Linked DNA regions of Sus scrofa: region 1 is linked to region 2. Evidence: chromatin contacts called from public HiChIP or PLAC-seq data. All regions are on one chromosome and are shown on one strand. Each heading gives the region's core, a stretch centred on a gene start, on an enhancer-like site or on the middle of the called end of the contact. The rest is flanking DNA. Distances are from core to core; before and after follow the strand shown.

The links. HiChIP or PLAC-seq counts read pairs in DNA pulled down with a chosen protein or histone mark.
Region 1: an H3K27ac HiChIP or PLAC-seq map of skeletal muscle shows a contact between it and region 2. The contact joins the enhancer-like site here to the promoter of LOC102163456 in region 2. A contact is called at or near these places in 1 of 5 promoter capture datasets (liver), 4 of 47 Hi-C or Micro-C datasets (embryonic fibroblasts, epiblast stem cells, retroperitoneal adipose tissue and 1 more) and 2 of 2 datasets of contacts at active chromatin or transcription factors (alveolar macrophages and skeletal muscle).

The regions. Positions count from the first base shown.
Region 1 is chr18:51,093,197-51,099,367 of Sscrofa11.1, forward strand. It overlaps the pseudogene LOC110257529. Among named protein-coding and RNA genes, the nearest start is that of POLM, 18 kb to the left of the region's middle. Within about 2 kb of position 2,890, at least 32 of the 83 cell types and tissues checked have an H3K27ac peak or open chromatin away from gene starts, as enhancers often do. A contact at or near this core is called in retroperitoneal adipose tissue and skeletal muscle, where this site is marked.
Region 2 is chr18:51,056,990-51,062,674 of Sscrofa11.1, forward strand. LOC102163456 (merozoite surface protein CMZ-8-like) reads right to left here and starts at 1,956. Exons shown (of 2, transcript XM_021078660.1): 1 at 1,850-1,956. The coding sequence starts at 1,881.

The DNA of each region.
Region 1 (6,171 bases), core at 1,640-4,139, 37 kb after region 2:
AAAGTTCCCGGGAGAGCCCCCCTCTCTGAACTGGTTACCCTGAGCCAGGGGCTGCTTTGTAGTAGTGAGGCTGAGCCTTGAGAGTGGCTGCAGTGTCAGCTAGGACTAGAGGTGATTCGCCCCCAATCTGGAGAAATGTTTCTCTAAGCCAGTGAAGAGGGAGGATTGAAGAACCCCTGTAGGTCCTTGGAGCCCCATCATGGAGAACTGAGAAGACATTGGCAAGGCTGGTTGGAAGGCTGAAGGTGCCTGAAGCGCTTCAGTTTATCACAACCTCTTTCCCAAAGTCCTGGCTCTTTGCAATAACAGCAGAAGCTAGGAGGGTTTGGGTTTCATTTAGGAGCCTTCATTGGCTGGATTAGAAGAGAAAGAATTTTAGCCACCCCCCCCCCCACCTATTATTTTCATTTTAAGTTTTTAATGAAAGTTCTATACAAGATTATTTTATTCCTGCATCTTTTCAATTGTTTCTTCCTTATATTTGCCTTTTCCTTTCCTGCTTGGCGAGATGTGGCATTTGTCTTTTTGTGATCCTTGTCCAGTTTTAGTCTGGTGGTCACCAACCACCCCGCGGGGGTGAATGCCCACATGGACGGTTGTGCCATGAGCCTTCTCCCACTGCACTCATTCAGTGTAGATGACGCGGTTTCTCCAGTCAGCCTGGACTTTGCCAGCCTGCTGCCCTTCGTAGTGCCCTCGTACAACCTGAACGTCATCGTCCTTTCGGATGGGCATGGATCAGACGTTGTACTTGTGTCTCAGCTCTTTGGAAAGACATAATCTTCCTGCGAATGTGGGAGGTGCATTGAAATGCCTTTTACGGTTCTTGCTTCAATCAGAGGTCACAAGGGATTGAACCTCATTTTGGCCACTGGCGCTTCAGCGGTGGCCCCGAAAGGGAAGAGCCATTTCCCTTTTAGGTGCCTCGCCTGGAGTGTGAGAGCTGTTTTGCCAGATTAATTAAACCTGGGGTGGGCGGAGTTTCCCATTTCATCCTGGTCCTTTTTTGCTAGAAGGGAAGGGTCTTGCTTCCGCCTCCTCATACACATAGAGTTAAAAGCTGTCTGGGTAGAATTAACACCTGAAGGAAGACCAGAATTTTCTTTAAAAATCTGAAATCGGTTATAATAATCATGGGCACATTCATTAAGTTTTTGTGTGGAAACCTGTATTTTGTTCCAATCAACAGGCTTTGGAAAAGCTGTAGGAATTGCCCCATGAAGTTGCCTAGCAGTTGCCTGAGCCTGATCCTATATTAAGTTAACAGGCTGGAGGCCTTTCAGGATTTCCCCAGTTAGTGGTTTTCATCCAGTGCTGGCCTGGCCTTCACCATCAAGCATAGGAACTAGCTGATAGAAGTCAGACAAACCAGTTTCTGAGTTTGAATGACTGTATTAAATTCCTCAGCACATCTGTGAGGATCTTTGGTTACTTTGGAAAAATCTTTGTCTGTGGCTCACAGTTCAGCTTTCATCCAGGGGATATACAAAATTAAGGTTTTAGTTTCTTTAGGATCCTCAGAAGGCTTAAATTTAAAGAGACAGGCTCTGATAGGTTCAGAGGAAAAGTGGGGAGAGTTTGAGAGAAAAAAGGAAATTCAGAGAGAGGATTAGTGTAGGGGAACTGGGGGCTCTAGAGCAGGTGTAGGTGGGGTGGGGTAGAAGAGGGAGATGGCCCAGAGGTGGGCATCAGCACGTGGGGCTCAGGGAAAGACAGGATGGTGTGGGAGGCGAACCGGAGACAAGCTGAGGAGGAAGAGCCTGAGGCTCTGGGAACCACATCATCTTTTAAGTCATTTGTTTGCCCCAGTCTCCAAGTCTTATTTTGCATAAAATCAATTTTAGGCTGCTGATCATGTTTGGAAGCCTCAAGCTACCAATCCAAATAGGCATTCCATTCAGTTAGGGAAATTTTAGGGCTCTGGTTGTCCACTTTGGTCTTAAGAAAAATAGGTTTGAACAGTTAAAAAATTCCCCATCATGGCCATTGACATGCTAAATTGCCTTTGGTTAGGCTGGTCCATTTGGTTAGAAATTCTCAGAAGGAATGACTGCAGTTTTTCAACATAATATCGGCCAGAGTCCCTGTGGTGGGGAGGTGCCCTCAAAATATTTAGGTAACTGGGATCTCATTTCTCAGAGGTCTTTCTCTAAGAGAATTTTTAAAAAGCCTAAACAGCTCAAGCAGCTTACAGCTTAAACAGCTTATAGCTCAAACAGTTCAAATATCTCAAACAGCCTGCTGGCCTAACACCAGCCAGTTCTAAAGGAACAGGTTGGTCCTAGCAGAGCCAGCAGATGGCATCTCAGCAGTGTTCCCATAGAACAACCCCTATTCCAAAGGAATGGCCTGAAGGCTGAACTGGCACAGTTCCAATGAAATATAGCCTCTGTTCCCAAAGGAATGGGCTGAAGGCTAGCCGGCTCCAATTGGAGCAGTCTGATTTCAAAATGAGACTGAAATTCCAAATGAGTACTCAAGTACAGAACAGGGCCTTAACCAGAAAGGATAAAAAATAGATCCCAGCTAAAGCTTGGGAGATGCCAGCTAAAGCTTGGAGAGATTCAAAATGCAGAGGGTGGAGGCTCAGACCCAGGAGAAAGAAATACTTTTGAATTCCAGGATCAATGAGGAAATCAGTGAGCAGCAGTGGCCTTTCATGCGCACTGCACCTGTTCACTTACCAGCCTGTTGGGGGTCTCCTCTGGATCCCTGTGCAAGTCACCAAAGTGTTGGAATAAAAAAACTGCCAGTTATTTCTTCCACAAAAATGGGTTTATTTGAGATCAGCAGAGAACTGCAATTCACAGTCTGCCATCATGGCGAGCCACATGCAAGTCCCCACGTGGCAAGGGAAGCAGGGGGCAGGGGGACCGTAGGACACAGAGTCCACGTTTTTTTCATTGGCTGAGTTGTTGCCAGGATAGAGAATGTTTCTTCTTCCTGTTGGGCTCTGCTGTGGCTGCAGGGCATAAGAGCTCCCCCTTCTGGTCTCCCCACTCTTAATTGAGTGTTTTGTTTATTAACTTTTTACAGAGCTCTCCTAGCTCTGTGGTCCTGGGCCAGAGGTCTCTGGCTCCTCTCCTGTGAGTAAGAACTGAATGGAGCTTTGTTTCTGGGCTTGTTACTGAGCCTGGGTAGATGGCAAGGGCTTTGCACAATATGTCCAATTCGACTTCTAGCCCTGGGGTCTCTGAGCTCAGAGGTGGAGTCTGGGTCTTGCCTGCTAGGAGTCTTTGCGGGGGCACTAAAGGGTGTTCCAGGGGCATCTGGAGCCAGAGGTAGCCGAGGAGTAGGGAGGTGGGAGAAAGAGGACCTCCAGTGCTGACCTACCACCTCCTGCTGGGTTAGGCCCACATCTCCCAACCAGACTGCCTGTCTCTGCCTTTTTGCCTTTAAGTCTGGTTTCAAAAGTCTGAAAAGCAGGTCACATGGTATCTGTCACTCCTGGCTCAAAGCCATCCAGCAGTTCCCCACACCTCAGTAAAGCCAAAGTCCTCACCATGGCCCCCAGGGCCCTAGCATTTCTGTTTTCACCCATGCCCCCACTGGCCTTAGCTCCTACACTGCCCACCCTGAACCCCGCCCCAAACCCTACTGCCCTGTGATAAGCCGGGTGCATACCTTCGTCACTGCTCTCCCACTTGAACTGTCCCAGATACCCTCACCCTCCTCCTGAGTGGGGCTGGCTGCATGGTATCCTCTGCTCCTCAAATCTCCAGGTGTGCTCTCGCCTTAGGGCATTTGGCTTTGCTGTACCATCCACCAAAGTTACTCTTCCCACTCGAAAATTTCTTTGTCAGGTGTGGACTTTCCTGGCCAATCGCCACATAAAAACTGTATTTTTAAAATTAACACACAGTAGAATGGACTCTTCTGGTGCACAGGTTTATCACACCTTTAGGCCCATTCATCTCCATCAAAATCAGGACAGCTGCTCATCTGTTTTATTGTGATCATAAGCTCTCCCATTACAAATCCATGCATCTGATATTTCAGTGTCCCTAGAGTTTTGCCTTCTCCAAGTGTCATATAAGTGGAGCCAGACCATACGTAACCTTTTGAGTCTGGTCTCTCTTATTCAGCGTAATGCCTTTGAGATTCATCTGTTCTTCTTTCTTTTTGCATAATATTCTGTGCCATGGATAGTCCACAGTTTCCCATTCACCTATTGAACATTTGAATTGTTTCCAGGTTTTAGTGGTTATGAATAGAACAAGTGTATACAGGTTTTTGTGTGAACATAGCTTTTCATTTCTCTTGGGTAAGTAATAAGATATAGCATTACCATGTTATATGGTAAGTGTATGTTTAACTTTATAAGCGAGTGCCATGTTGTTTTCCCTTGGGCCCGTATCACTTTGCAGTGCGCTAGTGAGGAAAGCCACACGTGTGAATTAGACATTCACCAGTCACCAGGTGCTCTGTATCCTTGCCAACACTTATATTCTCAGTATTTAACTACTCTATGGTGTATAGCAGTGGCTCACTGTGGTTTTAATTTGCATTCCCTGAGTATCTACAGTGTTGACCGGCTTTTCACTGGCTAACTAACCATCTATATATTCTCTCTGGTAAAGTGTCTGCTCAGATTTTTGGCTTACTTTAAAAAAATTGAATTGCTGGTTTTCTTACTGTTGAATTTTGAGTTCTTTATGCATACTGTATGTAAGTCCTTTGTTAGTTATATGATTGGTAAATATTTTCTCCCAGTTTGTAGATTATCTTTTCCTTCTCTTACCAGTGTATTTTTCAGAGCAGATCTTTTAAATTTTGATGAAGTCCAGTTTACCAGTTTTTTTTTTTTTTCCTCATGCTTTTGGGCCACGTCTCTGGCCCCAAGTGACCCCAGTTGCAAACATTTTTGTCTATTTTCTTCTAAGCAAATGTTTACATTTGACTATTTTCTTCTAGAGGTTACATTTAGGCCTATAATTCATTTCAAATTAATTTTTGTTTAAAGCGTGAGGTTTAGGTCGAAGTTCATTGATTTGTGTATGGATGTCCAATTTTTTCTGGCACCGTTTGTTGAAAAAACCATCCTTTTTCTACTTCATTGCCTTTGGGCCTTTGTGAAAAATCAATTTTCTATTTTTATGTGGAACCATCTCTGGACTCTATTCCATTTACCTCTGTGTTTATTCCTTCAAAAATACCATTTAGGAGTTCCTCTTATGGCTCAGTAGTTAAGATCCTCACATAGTGTCCTGACGATGCAGGCTTGATCCCTGGCCTCGCCCAGTGGGTTAAGGAACTGGTGTTGCTGCGAGCTGTGGCGTAGGTCACAGATGTGGCTCGGATCTGGCACGGCTGTGGCTGTGGCTTAGGCTCCAGCTCCAGCTCGACCCCTAGCCCAGAAACTTCCATATGCCGCAGGTGTGCCCCTAAAAAGAAAAAAAGGTACTATTTAAAGTTGATTAACTTGAATTTTAGAGTAATGCTTAATGTCAGATAGTGTGAGCCCTCTAACTTTGTTCTTTTTAAAATTGTTTTGACTATTCTGTTTCCTTTGACTTTCCAAAGAAATTTTAGAATCAGCTTGTTTTTATTTATTAAGTAATTTTTTGAGATCTTGATTGGAATTGCACTGAACCTTTAGGACAATTTGGGGAAACATCTTTGGCTTTCTTTGGTTTCTTGCTAGTTTAGTAGGTTTTCAACATATAAACCCAGTACTTGTTTTATTACCTTTATACATACATATTTCATTATCTGGAGCTATTATAAAATTGTGTTTCCTTTTCCAGTTGTTTCTTGCTAGCACATAAAAATCAATTGATTTTTCATGTGATGACCTTGAAACCTTGCAGAACTCACTTTTAGTTTTAAAAGATTTTTGGTAGATTCCATTTAATCTTCCACATAAACAATCACATTGTCTGTGAATAAGAATAAATTCATTTCTCCTTTCGTGATCTGATGATCTGGTTGCCTTTTTTTTTTTTTTTTCTTGTCTTACTGCACTGGCTAGAACTATGTTGCTTAGGCATAATGAGAGTGGACATCTTTGTTTCCCACTTTAAATTTCCGTGTTTCACCATTAACTATAATGTTATAGGTAGAGTTTTTGTAAGTACCATTGATCAGGTTAAGGAAATTTACTTCTGTTACTAGTTTTCTGAGAGTTTTCATAACAAATGGGTGTTGGGTTTTGTCAGATGCTTTTTCTGC
Region 2 (5,685 bases), core at 706-3,205:
GCCCCTGTCTCACTCACTCTGTGGCACGCTCCCAAGCCCGACGGCAACCTGGAGGCGACCAGGGAACCCTGAGAGCAGAGCCAAGCCAGGGACGGTGGCCTTGGGGACCATCCCCATCTCAGAAGGACCTTGAGGGCCAACCCATGCTTTCCTCTCTCTGGAGCCTTGCCCTGGCAGCTCGGCAGTCACCAGCCATCCTTCAGGCAACCAGCTAACCTCTGAGGTCCATGAAGAGCCCGGGGCCCTGTGTTGGCCCCAGGGAGGGACCACATTTTGGGAATTCACTGTCTAGTAAGGGGCAGGTGCACAGCTGGTCTCACTCAGGGCAGGAGACCCCCACACCCGCAAGGTCCTGATGCACAAGGCCAGGTTTGGAGCGGGGTCAGCGTTGGAGCAGGGAGGGAGGGGATTTCATGTTTTATCAACTGGTATGTGTCATTCATAGGAATGGACTGTCACAAGTGGGGAGGGACTCGGCATTCACGCAGCGATTTCCGTACAAGTTCGGGGGCTTCTGGCCCACCCCTGTGCTCCCAGCAGCAGGAGAGGGGATCCCAGGTAAGATCCCCAGCAAGGAGATGGTGGGCAGCAGCCCACTTACCTGGCCTGTCTCTAGCTGGTGACATAGCCTCAGACGAAGCCAGGTCAAGTCATGGGAATATCTTAGGGGCAGTGTGTGTGTGCCCAGCTCTGTGTGGAAGATGGAGGGGCCACAAAGGCATAGGGGGTCACACAGCACCCCTGAGGACATGGATCGGCTGGGGAGAGAGGATGGGTGCCTTCAACCCAAGGAAGCTGTGTGCCGGGATCTGCTCTGGGAACGGTTTACTCCCCACCCAAACAGGAGCCACAGATGTGGGGGGGTCAGGTCCCCTCCCCTAGAGTTTCCTTTACTATTTCCCGTGATGAACATGGCTTCACCTCTAAGGCTACTGCTTTCCCACCAGCTGAGACCCCAACAAGGGCAAAGAGCCATTCCTCTCCTTCCTCTGACCAGAACCCAGTTTTTAAAAATTGTCTTTACAATAACTCCAGCTACCACATGGGCCCTGGGCACAGGGAGAGTGGGTAGTCAGAGAATCCCAGGATCGATTAGTGATGTCTGCCATGGGTGCTGGCATAGGGAGCTATGCCACGTGTGCCTGGTGTTTCCATAAGGCTTCTCGAAGGGCAAATGCTGGCTGGTTCCAAATAGGCATGACACCTAAGGCCAGAGTTCCCAGAACATTCCTCCTTGAAGGAATGAGGAAGCAAGAAAAAGCACATCTGGAGTCCACGGGCCAAGTCTGGCAGCGGTCAGTCCTGAGCCAACGTGGTCTGTGAGGGTTGGGCCCAGGTGGGAAAATCCAGGGGCCCCCGATGATGAACAGGCAGCCACCAGGGGGCGCTGTGGGGGCTGGTGGCTCACCCGGGCACAGGGGCTGGGGGTGGGGGCAGGATGCAGGGGGCTCTGTCTCCTCTCACCTCTTTCTTTCAAGGCCCTTCCTTTGCTTCTCACTGGCTCACTTGTTCATACTTAAAAGGCAGTGGGACTGTGTCAAGAGCTGGTCCCTAGAGTCCAACCGCAGCCCTGCCCTCCTGGCCATCTGATCACAGCAAGTAACCTCACGCCCTCACTGTGCAGACGAGCTGGGACTTGGCACGTGCTGTGCGGTACACAGTTTCAGCACTGATAACCCAGCTCCCAGCTCTTGTCACTTCCCTTAGGAGACCAAGTCCACCCACCTGGGCTCCCGGGGCCCACTCCCACCAGCCGGCCCCAGTCAGGCCTCCTCGTCCCTGTGCTGTCCCCGCCTGCCGTGTGTCCCCAGGCTGGTCCTGGCAGCTGCAGGATGAAGCAAGCTCTTACCCATAAATGTCCTCTGCGAGCCTCTGAATCATCGTTCTCGAAACTTTGCCTTGGAATTTGTTCTGTTGCCCCCAGTTGAGTGTGTCAAACAGGGAGCCCCAAGGCTGGGGGTGGGGGGGGTGGGGGCGGGGGCGGGGGGCGGCTGCAGAACGTCACTTCCCTGGGAACAGCTCCCGACTTCAGCTGGCTCACACATGGCTCAGATGTGGGCTCCACATCCTCTGCCAGGGAAAATAGAAGACGTACAAAAATTAAAAAAGAAAGAACGTTTTCCTCAGCCGCAGTGAGTCAACAACAAGAACATGAGCAAAGGCCCTGTGGGGGGCTGGGCCCGGGGGTCGGCCGGGCAGGGAGAGGGGCTCCTGCCCTCCTACCCTGAGGGTCTGGGCAGGTGGAGGGGAGGGGTGACCGCTCTCCATGCTGGGCCAGTATCTCCCTTCTGTGGGCAGGGCCAAGACTCCTCTCACCCGGGATGTCCCGCAGACCCAGCCTGTCCGGAGACCCCCAAACCAAACTCCCCAAGGGCAGCAGCCCAGAGCAGGAAGAGGCAGGCCAAGAGGTGGGAGGCTTGTGGCCTCCTGTGACGGCCACTCACCCTTCCCACATCCAGTGCCCACTGCCAGCGGGTGGGGCATCTGTGTCCTTGTCCAAGAGCTCTTCTGAACTAGTCTGGGAGTCTGCTGGGCATCCTGCCCCCGCCGCCCCTACTTTCCACTTCCTAAGAGGGTTCTGGGGCTCTCCCTCCCAGTGAGGTCTGCCCCAGGGGACTGGACTGGACAGGCCGAGGCAAGGGGACATCTCATTCTGGGGGACCCACCCAGAGTGGGGAAGGGGAGTTCTTGGGGGTGCCCGGCCTGGGCTGGGGTAGGGGGGCTCATCGAACTTCCCAGCAGCTTCCTGAGGGTCAGGCTGATGGAGCCCACTGAGGCAAGGGTGGAGACAGAAGGCAACAGGGCCGGTGCTCTCACCCCTGACCCGGCCTGGGTCCTGTTTCCCTCCGGGGCCAAGAGCTCACTTCGGAGGGCCGCTAAGAAGGAACCATGTGTGGAGGGGTGTCCCCACCTGGGGTCAGGAGCAAGGGCGCTGCAGAGGTTGCACTGCAGCCCGTCGGGGGAGAGTGCAGTGCAGAGGCCCTTCGGGCAAAGGGTCACACAGAGGCGCCAGGGCCACTTTGCCCCTGTCAGTCATGCCCTTAGAAGGACGGGGTTTGGGGCACCAGATGCTCCCACAATGGTGGGGGGCGGGGGTGACCAGGTGGAGCGGAAATGGGAGGAATGGGACCCGCCCACTTCCCGCTGTGGCGTGGTCAGTCCCACAGGGGTGGGGAGGGAAGACACCGCAAATAGGATGAGAAACCGCAGTCTTGGGAGTTCCCACTGTGGCTCAGCAGGTTGAGAACCCAACTAGTATCCATGAGGATGCAGGTTCGATCCCTGGCTTCGCTCAGTGGGTTAAGGATCCAGCGTTGCCGTGAGCTGTGGTGTAGGTCGCAGGCGCAGCTCAGATCCTGCGCTGCTGTGACTGTGGTGTAGGCTGGCGGCAACAGCTCTGATTGGACCCTTAGCCTGGGAGCTTACATATGCCCCAGGTGCAGCCTTAAAAGTGCAAAAAAAAAACAAGAAAAGAAGTTGCAGCCTTGCTGTAGGGTGACCTCCATGCCATGCTTGGGCCTCTCAGGGAACCCCTTCATTCTAAAAGTCGCAGCAGAATCTCTGCATCCAGGGGCACCCCATCTCAGCTTCCTGAGTCCCCAGGAAAAGATGTCTCCAGACCATCCTGCCAGGCCCGCCAGCCATGTCAGCAGGAGAGGCTGCCTCATCCACGTTGCCATGGCTGAAAGCCTGTGATCTCATCACCCTCCGCTTCCAGTCCCTCCCTGCCCCACCCCTGCCACAGCGTCGGCCCCCTCACTCTGGTCCCCTGTGATCTGTGCACATGTCTGTGGGTGTGTGTCCCTGACTGCGGCTCATTTGTTCACTGGGCAGGTCTCCACGGAGCTTTCAGCAAAGGTCCAGGCCTGAGCGCGGCCAGAGCCCCAGCAAGCATGGAAGCAGCCTTCCTCTGAAGACAATCAGACCAGAGGGAACAGGCAGTGGGCGACTGGACCCCTCAGCACAGAGGGCTCAGGGAGTGGGGGCACTGACCCCCTGGGAAGTGGAGTCCTGCCCAGTGGGAGAAAGGGAAGGGGGACCCCGGGTGGGAGCGGGGCTCTGCCCCAGGCACAGACTCCTCACATGGCCCCTGGGCCGGAAGTGTGGGCAGTGAGCAGGGCAGTGACAGTGACCAACGCTTGTGGAGCACGTGCCCCCTCTTTCTCATTTCCCCCCATGTTTCCGGAAACAGGCCCGAGGAGAAGTGAGGGATCCAGGTCACAGCATGTCAGGGGCTGCCTGTCTGTGAGGCCAGGCCGAATGCTCTTTCCATCCAGTCTACACAGCCTCTGGCGCCAGGCCTCGGGGCACCAGCTCCTCCTGCCGAGGCCCAAGCATGCCCAGGAGCCGCCCCGATGCCTCAGTCTGGGCAGAGGTGGAAACTCACCTGCCGCCAGGACCAGTGTGTCCCATTTCTAACTGGGGCAGCCACAGAGCCCTGGGACTGGGGACGGGACCGGCGGAGCCTGGGAGGCCGGGAAGAGACCCTCTGAGGCTGCCAGGGCCTCAGAGGCAGCAGCTCAGACGCGGCCCAGCTGTGGCCTAGATGAGGGCGTCTGTGGGGGCGGGTTCAGGAAGGCTCAGGGAGGCAGCTCCGCACAGCAGGGCCCAGGCTCCAGCACCAGGCCCTCCCGGGCTCCTGGAGTCCTGAGTCTGCCTCCAGGGACCAAGGGGGAAGGACCCAGGTCCATCCCATCCCTCTGTACCTCCCTTTCAGGGGAGGTCCCCTAGAAACACCCCCTGTGTGCAGTCTAGACCTCACTGGGGGATAAGGGTCACAGGAGGGTGGTTCCCCGAGTCATGGGACCTGGGGTGTCCAGACAGCGTCTAGCCATCCACGCGACTGGCAGAATGATTTTCTTGGTTTCTGCCAACTTCAAACTCATATGTGATTTTCCACAGCCCCGTGCCCCTGCCCAGCTCCCTGGGCCTGGACTGCTGAGTGAGCAGAGTTCCCCTGAATTCCTTCCACTCACCGCAGGACCCAGCCCCGGGGAGCCTGGGGGGTCACCGCAGCCGCAGGGGGGCTGAGGGGCTGAGGGGGCGGGAGGCGGGCTTCCAGCGCCTGAGTAATTCTGCAGCCGCAGACGGTGCCGAGGGCATGTGGCAGCATCATGTGACAATCAGCCGGTGTCAGAAGGGGGGTGTTCAGTTCCAAGCAGGCTCTAGTGGAAAAAAAATGTTGACCATTCCTCCCACCTTCATCTAAATTGACTCCCGATGGAGCCAAGATGCAGATGTTAAAAGAGAAACCATCAAGTAGTGAAAGAAAATACAGGAAACTGAGCCTGTAATCTTCGAGGAGAAAGTCTTTCTAAGCGGGACCTGTAGAAGAAGGGAGAATTTTGTTGTATAAAAAGCTCCAGATTTCTGTTCAAAATACCCTGAAGATGACATTTTCAAAGGTACACAAAACACTGGAAACAGATCTGCAAACCCTAGGTCAAAGAGTCAGCATTTTAGGGAGTTCTCATTGTGGCGCAGTGGAAATGAATCCGACTGGTATCCATGAGGATGCAGGTTCGATCCCTGGCCCTGCTCAGGGGTTCAGGGATCCAGCAGGGGTGGCCTTAAGAAGCAAGCAAGCAAACAAACAAACATACAGAAAGCCAAAGCAAGCATTTCAGGAGCGGGCTGTGGCCTCAGAGTCTCCCTCCCAGCCTCAGTGTCTCTCCTCTGTACAAT